Linked DNA regions of Mus musculus: all the other regions are linked to region 1. The links are chromatin contacts, called in public HiChIP or PLAC-seq, Micro-C and capture Hi-C maps. All regions are on one chromosome and are shown on one strand. Each heading gives the region's core, a stretch centred on a gene start, on an enhancer-like site or on the middle of the called end of the contact. The rest is flanking DNA. Distances are from core to core; before and after follow the strand shown. Region 1 holds the start of Carmil3 (capping protein regulator and myosin 1 linker 3). Region 2 holds the start of Cbln3 (cerebellin 3 precursor protein). Region 3 holds the start of Jph4 (junctophilin 4). Region 4 holds the start of Ripk3 (receptor-interacting serine-threonine kinase 3). Region 5 has its middle 17 kb from the start of Dhrs2.

Region 1 (2,972 bases), core at 307-2,806:
ACGTGTCTTACACTTCTGAAGGTGTGAAGGATTTTCCCACCCACCCGTGCACTATAGTAACCATCAACACATATGCAGTGAGTCTCTCTCTCTCTCTCTCTCTCTCTCTCTCTCTCTCTCTCTCTCCCTCCCTCTCCCCCCTCTCTGTAGGGGTTTGGGAGTCCAGGATAGGAATGTTCCTTGACTGTACCCTAGGTGCTCTGGGGTATGAGAATCTGTTTTTTATTATGGCTGCATGCCTGTCTTCTGATGATGGCAGGGAACCGAGTATGGCATTTGTGGGGATAGGAAAGTGTGAATGAGTGCTGGCTTGCATATGAAAGGGGACCGGTGCCAGACAGTTCTTGTGAGGAGGGTGGGGTGAGAGAAGGGTTTAATGTTCCAGTGAGCCCATATCCGTTTTCTGACAGACCCATCCAAGTATTATGTGTGTGTGGTGTGTGTGTGTGTGTGTGTGTGTGTGTGTGTGTGTGTGTGTGTGGTGTGGTGTGGTGTGCATAGATGTGTGCAGTTTCTGTAAGGTGTGTGTACAAACATCTCGTGACTGTGCATGTGTAGGTGTCAGAGATCTCCAGAGTGCAATAGAGCTCTGAGTATCCTTGAGCGTCCTGCTTTCTGCATGGGCTAGCCTGTGCTCCTACCTTTGAGGATCAGGGTTGTGGCAGGGCTGGAGGGTCTGGGGGGGGGTGTAATTAGAGGAAAAACATCTGGGAATCACTGGTCCAGAGAGCTCTTGAGATGTGTGTGGATGGTGGGTGAGGAGAAGGGGGCAGGCTGGGACGGGGGCTGTTGGAAATGAGCCGCAGAAACCTAGCTTTTGGTTTTAGCTTCAGTCGGGGCCTCTGCCTGGACTCCCCTCCTATGCCCCACTGGCCTAGGCGCTAGGGGCCTCTCTAGGGCCAGTTCCGGGGCGGGGCCGGGAGGAGGGAGGGTGTTGAGATAAGCAGCAGTCAGGACCAGGGGCAGCTCCCAACGCCTGGCCCCGCCCGGCGAGGGTGGGAGAAAGCTGGGACTCTCCGGAGGGAAGACTGGATGCTTTGCAGAGGGGTGGGTCAAGAACGCTGAGAATCAGCCCCCAAGAGCGCCAGGGAACTGCTCCTGTCACCAAAGAGCGGGACGGGCGGCTCCGGGACAGGAAGGTTCTGATAGGGTGAGGCGAGTGGGGCAGAGAAGGATGCTCCACGGAAAGCAAAGCTGGGTCTAGAGATTCAGAGGAAGGGACTGCCTAAGAGCGAGGGATGCGTGAGGGGGCGGGAGGCGCCGGGCTGGGGTGTACCGCAGGAAAGCACTGGGTCTCGATGCTCGCGGACCCGGTGTCCGGAGATGAAGGCAACCTCGTACCTTGCAGCTCGCGGGTGAGCTCCACGCTGGCCTTGGCCATGGCGGCCGCCGCTGCTGCTGCCGCCGCCGCCGCTGCTGCTGCAGAGGAGCCGCCGCCGCCGCCGCCTCCCGAGAGGCGCCGCACATGCTAGTCCCGGCTCCGGCAGGGCCCGGCGCTGAGCGCTGCAGTAGCGGCGGAGCCCGCTCCCGTCAGGGGCGGCTGCGCGAGCGCTCCTCCCCCCCGGCTACTGAGCTCTGGGTCTCCCGCCCCTCCCGGAGAGTTGGCCAATGGAGCATGCGCGCTGAGCTTCCGAGCCGCGTGAGACCCCGCGCGCGCTCGCGACGACCCCTCCCGCGGACTACCTCGTGAGAAGCCCGGAGCGCGGCGCCTGGTGTCCGAGCTATCTCAGGGGCGGGGTGCAGCGTTTCTACTGGCGTGCCACCCACGCCTCGGCCACCCGAAGCAGAATTCTTCAATTTCTTTGTTTATGTGCTTCGGTACCCCTCCCCGGGTCATTCTTGTATGGCCCCGCCCTCCCACTCCTTCCAGCTCAGGAACGGTCCAGCTCGTCCTTGCTGACCCTGGAGGGAACTCTGAATCAAGGACGATGCTGCAAAAAGACCTGTCCGAACGTGCGGGAGGGAGTTAGTTCTTCTTCTTCTTCTTCTTTTTTTTTTTTTTTTTTTTTTTTTTTTTGCTCGCTAGTCTAGTCTCGGGGATCCCCGTGGCGTCCTTGGCACCGTCCCTGGGGGTGTGAGGCTAAGAGTAGCACCTGGGAGTTCCCGAGCTACCTCCCCCAACAGCTGGCAAGCAGCTCCGTGGCAGGCAGACGTAACCACCCTTGAGCGGCAAGCTCAGGCCTTGGAGATAGGGAGGAGGGCTAGGGAGAATTCAGAGATCCAGCACTGCTTAGACTTCTCAGATACACTAAGCACCTCACATTGAGAAATAAACACGCACTGATTCAGAGCAACGCGATCATCTTCATTTTATTTGTACCTTATACGTAAATTGTTAATTTCTATCTCTGTTCAGGTCTGTCCCTTCTATCTCTCCTCAAAGTGTCCAGAGGCGAGGATGAGAGGGATTTGATCTTCACTAAAGTAGCCACAGTCTTCTCAGCAAGCCCTTTTCCCACTACCTATCCCCCAGCTTCCCGCCCCCTCCCCAAAGCCGTTTTCAAGGCCATAGCAACAGCAAGGATGCTCATCTGACCACACTTCGACCACAGGGAAAGCAGGAACTTATCACTGGGCAGAACTGATTTTGTGAGGTGAACAAGATGTTAGGTGGTGGCAACGAAGGGCGACAGAGGCAAGGTGGACTGAGCCCGCCCCACACACCTGCCCTGGTAGGCTGTTTCTGGGTCCTCAGAGGCGAGAAGGGGTTCCTCCCCCCACTACTACGGTCTCTCCATTGATGTAACTGGCGTCTTCAGAGCATAAGAAGGAAACTATGCCAGCACAATCCTCTGGCTTGCCTAGCCTGGGAAACAGGAGACAAGGAGAAAGCAATTGTCAAATAGGTTAGCTAGCCTCTCTCATCTGGTTCACAGGACATGAAATTTGCTTAAGAATTATCAGGTGGGAGCTGGTGAGAAGGCTCAGCAGTTAGGAGCATTGGCCAGCTGCTTTCCAAAGGACCCAGGTTT
Region 2 (2,972 bases), core at 230-2,729, 390 kb before region 1:
TCAACCCAAATCCTAATCACATGGCATACATCCAACAATCAACAGGTCGCACCTAGTGACAGAACTGGTAAACAACCCCAGGAGATAGCAAGTCCACCTCGCGGGTGGAGAATATAGAAAATCATCTATACACAGGCCTCTCCCTGAGAGTAAGCCCTTCTTAAACAGGGCTAGCTGGGGTGGGCGACTGGCCAGAGAAAACTGATGACCACCGCCCTGAGAAGGGACGAGTTGAGAGGGCCTCCAGCTCATTTTGAGGGTCACAAGAAGTGGGTGGTTTGAGGAAAGAGTCCCAGAGCTGAGAGGTCTCGGATTTTTTGAGTAGAGGAGGGCCTCTTGGGAAATGAATACGCGCCAGAGGCTCTAACAGTGTAGTCCTGGGGTGGGGGTTTCCCCTATCCGCCTTATTCCTTCACTAACCACTCCCACCTCCCCGCCCCCGCCCCCCCTCCTCGTTTGTCCACTGTCAAGCATCCCACCCGGGGCCCAGGGGCATAGCCCGCCCTCCCACAGCCTGCGGCGGCCGCCCCCAGCCCGACCACCCTCCCGCCACGGCCTTCAGCTCCCGATCGCCCGGAAGGGGGACGCCTACCGCCAAAGCCGCGAGTTCCGCCCGCTCCTCTAGGTGCCCGCGGCGGGGGAGGAGGGGCCCGCGTTTCTCCCGCGCCCCAGGGGCCTGGGGCTGGGAGCCCGAATCTGGGAGGGCCTTCTCGGATCCTTCACCCAACCTAGACTTCTCTCGTCAACAACGCGTTGTGGCTTTGGAGTCACTTTCCGGCCCGGGGCGGAGCCAGCTCGGCTCCTCCCCCGCTAGGGCCGCACTGGCCAGGGCTCGGGGCAGGGCTGCGCTCCTCCTCCCCGGCTCGGCCTGCTGTCCTGCTGCCGAGCGACCCGCCCTCCACATCCCCTGCGGGGCCTACCGGGTCACAGACACTCACCCCACCCCCAACGCCTCCTGCCAACTCTCACGTTCGCCTCCAGTTCCTGGGGTCCTTGGGAGTTCTGCAGTTGATGGTTCCAAGAGAAGTGACTGGTCCAGAGTCACAAGAGAATCCTGCCCTTGACACAAGCACTTTCACCAAGTAGATAGAGTTGGGGGAGTAGGGGGGGAAGGGGGGGGAGATGAGGACACACACCTTGCCACAATAAGGAAAACCCCATGGAGAAAGACTGAAAAGGAGAAGATGAGAAAGGAATTGAAGAAATTTTGTTTCGTGTGTGTGTGTGTGTGTGTGTGTGTGTGTGTACACACCCTTGTGTGGCTAGAGCCCTCATATCCTCTCTCCATTCCTCTTCTCCCTCCCAGGGCCCAACTGCTGTCACTCCATGCTCTGCCAAGGAGGAGGGATCCGCAGAGACAGCAGTAGTAAGGCCAGGCAGAGCTGTGGGACACAAAAAGATACAGGGAGGGGAGTGCCCGGGCTAGGTGCCAGACTCACAGAGGACAGCAGAGCAGGGCAGGAGTACTGAAGCCTTGAAGCAGAGGGGGGAGAGCCAAGGGGACAGAAGACAGGAAAATCTGTGAGTTACAGAGGCACCTAGCAAGGATGGGGACGGAATGGCACAAACCCAAGCTGTCCTTGGCCCTGGTGCTTCTGACCCTGGAGGCTGGGTGGGCTCAAGAAGGGTCAGAGCCTGTCCTACTGGAGGGGGAGTGCCTGGTGGTCTGTGAGCCAGGCCGACCTACTGCAGGAGGACCTGGGGGTGCAGCCCTGGGAGAGGCACCCCCAGGACGAGTGGCGTTTGCTGCAGTCCGAAGCCATCACCATGAACCAGCAGGAGAAACCGGCAACGGTACCAGTGGTGCCATCTACTTCGACCAGGTAATCCCTCTGCCTCTGTCCGGAAGACATGCAAGGACCTGGACTCTACTGTCCAAGCCCCTTTGCATCCCTCGGACTCCAAGGAAACCATTACCTGCATCTCTTGCACCACCTTCCTCTAAGATGGCCACTGACCGTTGGTTGGCCTTCTTTCATTCATACACACAGCACCGTAGCCCTTCCTCATAGTTTTTGACTCTACACATTCCTGTCACACCCGTTTGCCACCCCTTCTCTCCTCACCCACTGCACAAATGCCAACCCAGTGATGCTCCTGAGCTCCCGGCACCCAGAATCCCTCTCAACACAATCTGCTTCCCCACAGGTACTGGTCAATGAGGGCGAGGGCTTTGATCGGACCTCGGGCTGCTTCGTGGCCCCTGTCCGTGGAGTCTACAGCTTCCGATTCCACGTGGTCAAGGTGTACAACCGCCAAACTGTCCAGGTGACCTAAGTGCCAGTCCACCTCCGGGGGGAAGGGAGGGTCATAGTGGACCGCAGCACATCCCTGGATAGCCCTTCTGTTGGACCTGTATCCCAGGGACCAGGAGCAAGGGAGGAAAGGCTAGCAGGGTATGGCAGATGTACAGAACCCAACACTGGCCACCCCTCAGTGCTCACTGGAGAGCCCACTGACCCTCAAGTTCCCAAAAGAAAACTCTTGGGAGGATGGGGGGCGGGGTGTCCTGAGCTAAGGACTAGGACATAGATGCTAACTGGGCTCCCCTCCCCAGGTGAGTCTGATGCTGAACACATGGCCGGTCATCTCAGCCTTTGCAAATGACCCTGATGTGACCCGAGAGGCAGCCACAAGCTCTGTGCTGCTTCCCCTGGACCCGGGGGACCGTGTGTCCCTGCGCCTGCGTCGGGGGAATCTTCTGGGTGGCTGGAAGTATTCGAGCTTCTCAGGCTTCCTCATCTTCCCACTCTGAGGACCCAAGCCTTTAAACGGAGATGTCTAGCATCTTTCTGCCCTTCCCTGCCCCAGAAACAAAGTATCTTTGGAGCAAGAGAAAGGCCCCCTCCAGGCTGCCTACGGCCCACCTCCTTGCATGAGATCATAGTTAAACACCCAAGGCTAGGAGCAGAGCAGAGCTACGGAACCTCTAGACAAAACGCCTCACTCAGGTCGCCCTCCCAGTCTCCTGC
Region 3 (2,972 bases), core at 250-2,749, 370 kb after region 1:
AAAAGTGCTTTAAATATGTGGTTCCCTGCTGAGTATGATGTTAAGGTGGCTGTGCCTGTAATCCCAGCACTCGGGGAGGATGAAGGAGGAGCCTGGGGAACATAATGAGACCCTGTTTTAAAAAAAAAAAAAAAAAAAAGAGTAGTCTCTGCCCTGGAGAAACTTCTAGAAAAACACAATGTGATTTAGGGATATAGCTCAGCAGACACACAAGCCTACAGCCTGAGCTCAATCCATGGATCCTAGGTGAGAAGCCAGATGCAGTGGCCCACATCTAAGCCTAGCACTCCTAAGGAAAGATGGGAGTCCACAAGAGGATCAGGCCAACTAGCCTGGAGTACATTACACAGAGGAGACAAGAGCTATCTCAACAAGACAGAAGACAAGGACTTCCTCTGATATCTCTCTCTCTCTCTCTCTCTCTCTCTCTCTCTCTCTCTCTCTCTGACACATGCACACACCACCACCCCACTAATATATACATAGTGTGTAGTATGCACACACATGTGCCTGTGTGTGTGTGTACAAGAGAAATCCCTGTTTATTTCGATCTTCATACTCTTTATTTTACCAAAGTACCCAATGTAACCCTGACTTTAGGGGATGCTCCCAAGCACAGACATCTGGAAGAACTGAAGGGCTCGAAAGACACCAAGCTGCCAGCTAGAGCCCAGTGATAGAGCACGCGCTTTATCCCAAGAACCAGAATTCCGTTCCCAACACCAACAAAAATAAAAGTCTGCGTTTAGTGTTCTACTTCTAGCTTTGCCAACTTTGCCAGTGTGCCCCTTGGTGAATGACTTCCCCCTCGGGGCTCTGGATCTCTTTAAATCAGGTGTGGGGATGAGGGGTGGGCAGCGGGGACTAGGTCCTATGGGGAAAGAAAGGCAATTGAGCACACTGGTGCCTCCTTCCCTGTAAACACGCAGGGGCAGGCCAGAGGAAGCTGAGAAGGGAGGGAATGCAGTACGTGAATACCTGTGTGGTCTACTTGTGCTGTCAATCTGGAGAGTGGACTCGAAGAGGTCGATGATGGGCTTAAGGGGCCACAGCAAAAGCCTGCTCAAGCAAACTTGTGTAATTTGCTGTGTTGTGAAAGAGAAGACTCCAGAGCCCTAAGATCTTGGTGGCCTCCTCAAATTTGAGCCCCCTTAATGAACATACCAACACTCCCTTCAGAGGGCCCATCCTAGACAAACTGTTGGTGTCCGCGGAATATTGTGTGCATTAGCTTAGTGGGGCCTCCAGACAGGGCCCCATCTCAAGCTACCTCTAAAACTGTGACAGGGTGGGCGCTGTCTGGTGGAGGAGTTTGAGCTGAATGGGCAGAGGTATCCACGTTCAAATGCCTCCTGGCTTCCGGCCAAGCAGCTGGCAGGTTCATCCCTCTCCCCAGGGTCCTCATAAACACCACTTCCGGACCTCCTGTCTCCATGTGGGCTCTTCCTGCCGGGATTTCTATTCTCATGCCTGCCCTTTCTCTGCAGAGCTTTCTCCCGCTCGTCGCGAGCCTTATTTCGCTCTCTTCTTCTCCCTATGTGATTCTGCTCCCCTCCTTCCCTCCACCCTTGACTTCTCTCCCTAGCTATCTCTCAAGAGTCCTGGAATGGGTCTCCCTCGCCATCTCCCATGCCGGCTATATCTCCCCCTGCCATAGCTCTCACCCCTGCACCTCATTCTTTGTATTCCTCTCGCACTCCCGGTCTCCCCAGCATCTCTCCTCCCCCGCCTGGCTCTGGCCTCCCCCTGCCTCCCCATCTTAAGACTCCTCCCCCTAGCTCCTCTCCCCTCCCCTCCCTCCACCTCACTCCACTCCCTGCCTGCATGCCACGGTTTCTTTCCACCGTGGGGGTCTCTGAGCCTTCCATTCTCCTCTCCGCCTGCCTTCTCCCTCACCTCAGGGGTAGCGAACCCCCTTTTTTTCTGCCTGAGCATCCTCGCACCACCCCCACTGCCACTGACTCTCTCCCCACCCTCTCCTCTCCGCTTCTCTCTGCCCCTTTAAATCTGCCTGGCCCAGCCTCCCCCTTGATGCTGGGTTTGGAGCAAACATTGATTTGTGCTGGGATGGAATTGGAATTTTGATTTTTTTTTTCCTCTCCCAACCATAAGAAGAAAAAAATAAAAACACCCCTTCTTGATAGCCCCCTCCCCTTTCCCATCCAGCCCCCAGCTCCTCTTCGCTGTCTCCGTTCAAGACAGATTTTTTTCCCCCTACACTTATTCTCATCCCCTCCACCCTGCCACTACCTCACCCCCCACACTAGCCTGCACCTTCAGCCGAGGAAAAGGGACTCTCCCATAGCTCCCCCACCTTCCTTCTCTGGGTTGTAGCAGTCTCTCCGGAAGGGAAGGGGGCTTGGCTTGTCCTGGTGAGGTGTGAGTGGAGGGACCCTGCCATGGAAACTGCGCCTGGGAGGCAGCCTGAGCCCCAGCACACATGGTGAGTAACCTGTCCCCTCCCTTTCGCCAGTCTGCCCATCCCTACCCTCATCCCCCACCCCACCCCCAACATCCCCATTCTACCATCGGCCCACCTGGGGCCGGCTTTCTAGCTAGCTACATTTTTACCCCCTTGCCTCCCCCGCACCCGGGTTTGCTAGCGGAGCCAAAGAATCCAGGCAGAGGGGTCCAAATCGCCAGGAAAGCAGGTGTCGGAAGACCCTGCCCTGGCCCCTCCCAGGTCCCCCACCTCCAACTGCCATCCACGCTCCACACTCTGGGGTTCTGGGTTGGAAAAGTAGGACTCGGGATCAGCGCTGGGACCCCAAGTCCCGGGAGGCGCCCTCTACAAGTTGGGAGGGATGGGAAAGCCCCCTTGCCCTCACCGCTTGGGAGCTGCTAAAAGATGCTGCCTAGGGGGGATGGGAGGAGGGCTGGAGGGCGGTGCTGATGCCCTAAAGCTACCGGCAGGGGAGCGGCTGGCAAAGAAGGGGACCTCGCTTTCCACTTGCCTCGCTCTCCACTTGCAC
Region 4 (2,972 bases), core at 301-2,800, 300 kb before region 1:
TCTCTCCAGCCCCTACCTTAAACTCATTTTTACTTATTTATTTAGAGACAAGGTTTTGCTATGTAGCTAACCTGGCCTCAAACTCCTTATGTAGACCAGGCTGGTCCTAGAGGTCTGCCTGCCTCTGCTTCCTGAGGGCTGGGATTAAAGGTGTGCACCACCAGTCCTGTTACCCAACAGTCTGACACTCTAGGATCTTGAAAAGCTTTCATGGAGAATATATGCCATGCTTGCCTGAAGCATGAATCAGAGTATTTACTTGCCAAAGGTATCACACAAGGGGAAGGGTGGGAAGCCCTTAGAGCTGCTACAGAGGCCATCACAGCAGCAGTGGCTCGATTGCAGGGCCAGCACACCTATCCTCATTACAACACCCTGGCATAGACCCTGGGCCTTCCAGCTCCACAACCCCTACTTAGTAGCTGCTCTTGCTGAGCAGGGATTCCAAGAGGTCCTTTAGTGCATACTGCGTGCCTCATACCTTACCTGCACCACAGGTAGATTTATATAGCCCAGAGGCATTGTCAAGAAGAATAAGCTAACTTGAGCTGGAGTGTGTGTGTGTGTGTGTGTGTGTGTGTGTGTGTGCCGCTTAGTAGGCAAAATTCTTGTCATGCAAGCATGAGGACCTGAACTCATATTCCCACAACTAAAGTGACATTGGGGACAGTAGCCCATGTATACCATGCCAGTGTTCCTACAGCAAGATGAGAGACAGGAGAATACTGGGACATTAACAGGCTAACACATAGCATTATGCACACAGCAGAGAACAAACTGACCCTATCTCAAACAAGGTCGAACACCTACACACACACACACACACACACACACACACACACACCATGACATGCACCCCTTCACCACATGCATGGTCATGCACACACATAAATAAATTTTAAGATAAATAAGAAAGCCAAGCATGGTGGCGTACACCTTTAATCCCAGCATTTAGTCAGGAGGCAGATGCAGATGGCTCTCTGTGAGTTTGAGTCAACCTGGTCTGTATACTCGAGTCCCAGATCAACCAGGGCTCCAAAAAGAGACCCTGTCTCAAAAGTAAGTAAGTAAGTAAGTAAGTAAGTAAGTAAGTAAATAAATAAATAAATAAATAAATAAAATAAGGGCTACCTTGGTGGAGCAGAACTCGGTTCTAAACTAGTCCCATACTTACTTGGCCAAGCGATTTAAACTTTAAGTACTTGGGTTTCCTCCTCTATAGAAAAGAAAACACGGTTGATCTAAGAAGCCAGTATGTGTACCTGGCCCAAGACAACCCTTACTAGAAGCGTTACTCCGTGATCTTAGGACCATAAAATCCTCCTGATCTCCATCCTCCCTTCATCAAAATGTGGTTGGCAAGCGGTGGAGCTAAGGGGTCCAAGAGAGACTGGCTATCGTGGGGAGTCAATCGTTCCTGGATGGTGAGGACACCTTTTGTGGCACGCCCAGTGCCTGGGCGCTTCTCGGGTGGAAGCAGTTTCAAGGCACGTGCACAGGAAATAGCCCCAAAGTTTTCAATGCTCCACCCCAGGGGGCGGAGATAGAAGGAGCCTCTTATTTGAAAGGGAAGTTGTGAAGTCGCTCATTCAAAGTCCGGGGGAGCGACCTGGGAAGCGGAATTCGGGGCCTGAACCTCCGTGCCTTGACCTACTGATTGTTCCCTTTGCAGACCCTGCCTTCCTCTCAGTCCACACTCCGAGCCGTAGACGTCGGGTTTCCAGCTCCGTCTGTGCACACATAACTCCAGGAAGCCGCTAGCTCCCGACGATGTCTTCTGTCAAGTTATGGTGAGTGGGGAGTGAGCTGTGTCTCCGGCACACCCACACAGGTGGCCCGGGGACACACTCAAAGGACGCCTTTTCTGAGGCAGGGGACAAAGCTGGGGGTGAGGCGGGCAGCAGTGGGGAGGCTAGACTCGCTGCCTACGCTGCCCACGCGCAGTCACGGAATCCCGGAGCTTGGGAGACAGAGGATGCGCTAGGCTGGGGGATGGGCCCCCTACCGGACAAGAACCTTTCTCAGGCCTACTGGTGCGTCAGCGGTTCCTCTGGTGAGCCGTGAAGAACTGAAGAAGCTGGAGTTTGTGGGTAAAGGAGGGTTCGGAGTCGTGTTCCGGGCACACCACAGAACATGGAACCATGATGTAGCAGTCAAGATCGTGAACTCGTGAGTGACCCCAGCTGTAGTCAGAGTGTGGTCACGAGCCTGAGTGGGGCAAGGGTGGGGTCTTCCAGAGCGCAATCCAATTTTGGCCCCCTTTCGGCGTGTAGGAAGAAGATATCCTGGGAGGTGAAGGCTATGGTTAATCTTCGTAATGAGAACGTTCTGCTCCTGCTGGGGGTCACTGAGGACCTCCAGTGGGACTTCGTGTCCGGGCAGGCTCTGGTGACAAGATTCATGGAGAATGGCTCCCTCGCAGGGCTGCTGCAACCCGAGTGCCCTCGGCCCTGGCCACTCCTCTGTCGCCTGCTGCAGGAAGTGGTGCTGGGGATGTGCTACCTACACAGCTTGAACCCTCCGCTCCTGCACCGGGACCTCAAGCCCTCTAACATTCTGCTGGATCCAGAGCTCCACGCCAAGGTTAGTCCATCTACAACCTAGTGTAGACTTGGGACCATGTTGAGTACCTGTCCCTCTGAATACAAGACTACACACATGACAAGACCCAACTAGGAGTTTTATTTCTAGTCATACCAGGTGACCCTCCTTACCAGACGCCCTTCTTAACCCCCTGGCTCAGTTCCACAGGCCTAATGCACCCTCACGGACCCAGGCTGACTTATCTCAGGCCTGCCCATCAGCAACTCAGATCTCCTGCTAAGTTCTCAATGACTTTACCTTCCCTCTGGTCCTCCATAACACCTTCCAAAAAGCTGAGGCTGCTGCATCTTCTGGGGAGCAAGAGAGGGAAAAATCTCTGACCCCCCCCTTCATCTAATACCTTCCCTTTCCTTTCCTTTACAGCTAGC
Region 5 (2,972 bases), core at 163-2,662, 290 kb after region 1:
ATCCAACTTCCAAGGAGTTTGAAATATAGTCAAGAGACTGGACCTAAGAACTCACAGACTAAAAAGATCACAGACAAAGTCAAAAGGTGTAGATAATTTAGTTAACGAACTTATAGGAGGAAAATTCCCAAACCTAGAAAAAGAAATGGACATCTAAACACAAGAGCCATGTAAACAATAAACATGAGCAGTAAACCACCTCCCCATGACATCTCATAGTCAAAAATGCAAAACAAAGAAACAGTATGACAAGCTCTGAGGGGAAGAAAACACCAACAACACATCATCAGAAACATCACAATGTCAGAGCTTCACCAGCAACCCTGAAAGCATAGCATGGTATATTTAAACCTCTGAGAGTAAACGACACAACCAAAATGGCTTTATCTAACACAGTTACCTCTTTAAATTGATAGAGAACTGAAAATATTTGAAGACAAAACGAAATTAAGCCAACGTGTAGCAATGAAGCCAGCACTGTGGAAAATGCTTAAAGAAATAGTATACAGAAAAAGAGGAGGAAGTCTCGCCTGCAAGAAAGTTCATCCCCTGAGAGGAACGGATAATGAAAGAGCAGGAGAGATCCAACCCAACCATGCCCAACATAGCAAACCAGAAAACTGCTAACACTAACAGAGTAGGAATGAGAGAAGCACAGGTAATCTGACTGACCAGGACAATTAGCAAAATCATAGGAAATACCAAGCTCATCCCAATAACAACCTTGTTAATAAATAATCCATCAATAAAAATGTAGACTAAATGAATTTAAAAATATATAAGATCCAATATCTGTGGTACCCAAGAAACTCACTTAACTTGGAAAGACATCCCAAAACTGAATCAAATGCTGGAGAGTTCTAACAGAAGATACAGCAGCCTATAGGCTGATTCTTCCATCTGATTAAGTATACTTCAAGCAGAACTGGTCAGAAGAGAGTTTTAAAGGCCACTATATATTAATAAAGGAAACAAACCATCAGGGGCATATAACAATTATAAGGACTTATGCAACAAACATTGGGGCTCTCAGTTTTTTTAAACAGATACCAAAGGAATAAAAGGCCATGCTGGTCCTGATGCAGAGGTAGTGAGGAGCTTCTATACCCTCCTCTCGTCATGAGATAGGTCTTCTAAAGTAAAATCAGTAATGAAGCCTCACAGCTAAATTGGATCATAGAACAACTTGATTAAAAGGTATTTCTGGACTATTCCATCCAAAAGTTAAGAATACACACTCTTCTCAGTGACAGATGGAGCCTTCTCTAAAATTGATCACATCATAGGCCACAAAGCAAACCTTAAGAAGTACAAGAAAAAAAATTCAAAATCATTCCTGGCTCCTTATCAGACCACAGTGGAATAAAACTACAAATCCACGGCCATAGAAACCACAGCCATAGCAACCACAGTCATAGCAACCACAGTCATAGCAACCACAGCCATAGCAACCACAGCCATAGTAACCACAGCAACTACAGAAATACATGGAAAGTGAAGAAAACAGTTTTGAATGAACAGTAGGCTACTGAAGAAATCAAAGATTAATTCCGAGTCAAAGTCACACACAGCCCAGAGAACCTCTAGAACACAGCCAAGAGTTCTGAAAGAAAGAATTAGCAGTAAGTGCTCATGTTGACATTAGAGACCCCTCAAGCAAATGACCTAATGATGCCCCTTCAGGCTCCTTCAGATAAACAGGAAGAAGCCAAACCCAAGCCCAATACACAGTAACAAACATAAGATTAGATTTTAAAACACACACACACACACACACACACACACACACAATAAATACTAAGAGAACGATACATAAAATCTTTCAAACAGGGCCTGGAGAGACGGCACAGAAGTCAAGAGCACATACAGCTGGCACATCTGGCAGTTCTCAACCACTTATACATCCATCTTTGTGGGAACCCAGTGTTTCTAGCATCTGTGTGCACCATATAAGCATGCAAATATCCAACACACACACACACACACACACACACACACACAGGGAGGGAGGGAGAGAGGGAGGGTGGGGGATGGGGGAGAGAGAAAGAATTTTAAAGTTCTTTTAAAAAATCACTTAAGCAAATAGTTGGTTCTTTGAGACGATTGACAGTATAGCAAACCCTTAGCTAAACCAACACAAAGAAGAAGATACAAATAAAGAAACTAAGGGATTAAAGAAGAGTTGTTACAACAGATGCCAATGAAACCCAGACAATACTTTGGAAAGACTGAGAAAAGCTTTATTTTAAAAACCTGGGAAACCCAAAATAATGGCTAAATTTTCAAACTAATGTGACCTACCAATATCAAAGCCAGACTACAGAAACAATTTAAACAAACTGTTAGCAAACAATGAGATTGAAGCAGTGATTTAAGCCTCCCTATGAAAAGGCTCCCTGCAGATTCTCTGATGAATTTTATCAACACTTTAAGGCAGATCCAACATCAACACTTCTCAAGCCATTCCATCAACGAGAAAGAGAAGGAACACAACCAAACTCAAAAAGCCAGCATTACCCTAATTCCAAAGACAGATTTAAAAGATAATAATAACAAAAATCCAATAGCACATTCCAGCTCAGGGACTGGAGAGAGGACTCCAGCTAAGGCTGCTTGCTTCTTTTCGGAGAACTGGAGTTCAGTTCCCAACACCCACATCAGGTGGCTCTCCACTGCCTGTAATCCCAGCTCTAGAGGACCTGGTGGTTTCTGGCTTCTATAGGCACCTGCACTCACCACTCACCTTCACACAGAGAGACTGAGAGACAGGGAAAGAGAGGAGGGAGGTAATTTTAAAAAATACGGGCTAGAGAGATGATTCAGCAGTTAAGAGCATATATTGCACTTGCAGATGGACCCAAGTTCAATTCTGAGCATTTTTATCATGCTGTTCATAGTCAACTGTAACTCCAGCTCCAGGTGGATCCAATAACTCTGGTCCCACAACATATCTGCCTGCCTGCCGCCATGTG

What was found. A called contact is a pair of places that touch in the nucleus more often than the background predicts. HiChIP or PLAC-seq counts read pairs in DNA pulled down with a chosen protein or histone mark. Capture Hi-C pulls out chosen DNA fragments and counts their contacts.
Region 2: a Micro-C map of embryonic stem cells shows a contact between it and region 1, with 1.6 times the contacts expected there. The contact joins the promoter of Cbln3 here to the promoter of Carmil3 in region 1. A contact is called at or near these places in 9 of 39 promoter capture datasets (the C10 cell line, cranial neural crest, embryonic stem cells and 6 more), 1 of 15 datasets of contacts at CTCF or cohesin (large pre-B cells), 5 of 484 Hi-C or Micro-C datasets (the P5424 cell line, cerebellum, embryonic stem cells and 2 more), 1 of 115 datasets of contacts at active chromatin or transcription factors (memory CD8 T cells) and 3 of 9 other capture datasets (adipose tissue, liver and macrophages).
Region 3: an H3K4me3 HiChIP or PLAC-seq map of forebrain shows a contact between it and region 1, with 5 times the contacts expected there. The contact joins the promoter of Jph4 here to the promoter of Carmil3 in region 1. A contact is called at or near these places in 27 of 39 promoter capture datasets (the 3T3-L1 cell line, 3T3-L1-derived adipocytes, the C10 cell line and 16 more), 3 of 15 datasets of contacts at CTCF or cohesin (embryonic stem cells and stem cell-derived epiblast-like cells), 9 of 484 Hi-C or Micro-C datasets (B cells, cerebellar granule neurons, cerebral cortex and 3 more), 14 of 115 datasets of contacts at active chromatin or transcription factors (SST interneurons, VIP interneurons, bone marrow-derived macrophages and 9 more) and 1 of 9 other capture datasets (liver).
Region 4: a contact with region 1 is called in a capture Hi-C map of macrophages, with 2.3 times the contacts expected there. The contact joins the promoter of Ripk3 here to the promoter of Carmil3 in region 1. A contact is called at or near these places in 10 of 39 promoter capture datasets (the C10 cell line, the SN4741 cell line, embryonic stem cells and 5 more), 1 of 15 datasets of contacts at CTCF or cohesin (large pre-B cells), 1 of 484 Hi-C or Micro-C datasets (pre-B cells) and 5 of 9 other capture datasets (adipose tissue, embryonic stem cells, liver and 2 more).
Region 5: an H3K4me3 HiChIP or PLAC-seq map of forebrain shows a contact between it and region 1, with 6 times the contacts expected there. The contact joins the enhancer-like site here to the promoter of Carmil3 in region 1. A contact is called at or near these places in 14 of 39 promoter capture datasets (the 3T3-L1 cell line, the HPC-7 cell line, cranial neural crest and 8 more), 3 of 115 datasets of contacts at active chromatin or transcription factors (SST interneurons, embryonic forebrain and forebrain) and 1 of 9 other capture datasets (adipose tissue).

What each region holds. Positions count from the first base shown.
Region 1 is chr14:55,489,653-55,492,624 of GRCm38.p6, reverse strand. It overlaps Carmil3 (capping protein regulator and myosin 1 linker 3), which reads right to left and starts at 1,556. Exons shown (of 40, transcript NM_001374104.1): 1 at 1,342-1,556. The coding sequence starts at 1,381. Dhrs4 (dehydrogenase/reductase (SDR family) member 4) reads right to left here. Exons shown (of 8, transcript NM_001037938.2): 8 at 2,285-2,806. The coding sequence ends at 2,692.
Region 2 is chr14:55,882,763-55,885,734 of GRCm38.p6, reverse strand. Cbln3 (cerebellin 3 precursor protein) reads left to right here and starts at 1,479. Exons shown (of 3, transcript NM_019820.3): 1 at 1,479-1,823; 2 at 2,149-2,268; 3 at 2,558-2,972. The coding sequence starts at 1,548. The coding sequence ends at 2,755. It overlaps Khnyn (KH and NYN domain containing), which reads right to left and starts at 793. Exons shown (of 8, transcript NM_027143.3): 1 at 593-793.
Region 3 is chr14:55,115,462-55,118,433 of GRCm38.p6, reverse strand. Jph4 (junctophilin 4) reads left to right here and starts at 1,499. Exons shown (of 6, transcript NM_177049.5): 1 at 1,499-2,443.
Region 4 is chr14:55,787,435-55,790,406 of GRCm38.p6, reverse strand. It overlaps Ripk3 (receptor-interacting serine-threonine kinase 3), which reads left to right and starts at 1,550. Exons shown (of 10, transcript NM_019955.2): 1 at 1,550-1,790; 2 at 2,026-2,169; 3 at 2,274-2,583; 4 at 2,968-2,972. The coding sequence starts at 1,771. All of the region lies in intron 2 of Gm32092 (a long non-coding RNA gene), which reads right to left.
Region 5 is chr14:55,203,696-55,206,667 of GRCm38.p6, reverse strand. No RefSeq gene overlaps it. Among named protein-coding and RNA genes, the nearest start is that of Dhrs2, 17 kb to the left of the region's middle. Within about 2 kb of position 1,412, at least 52 of the 459 cell types and tissues checked have an H3K27ac peak or open chromatin away from gene starts, as enhancers often do. A contact at or near this core is called in forebrain, where this site is marked.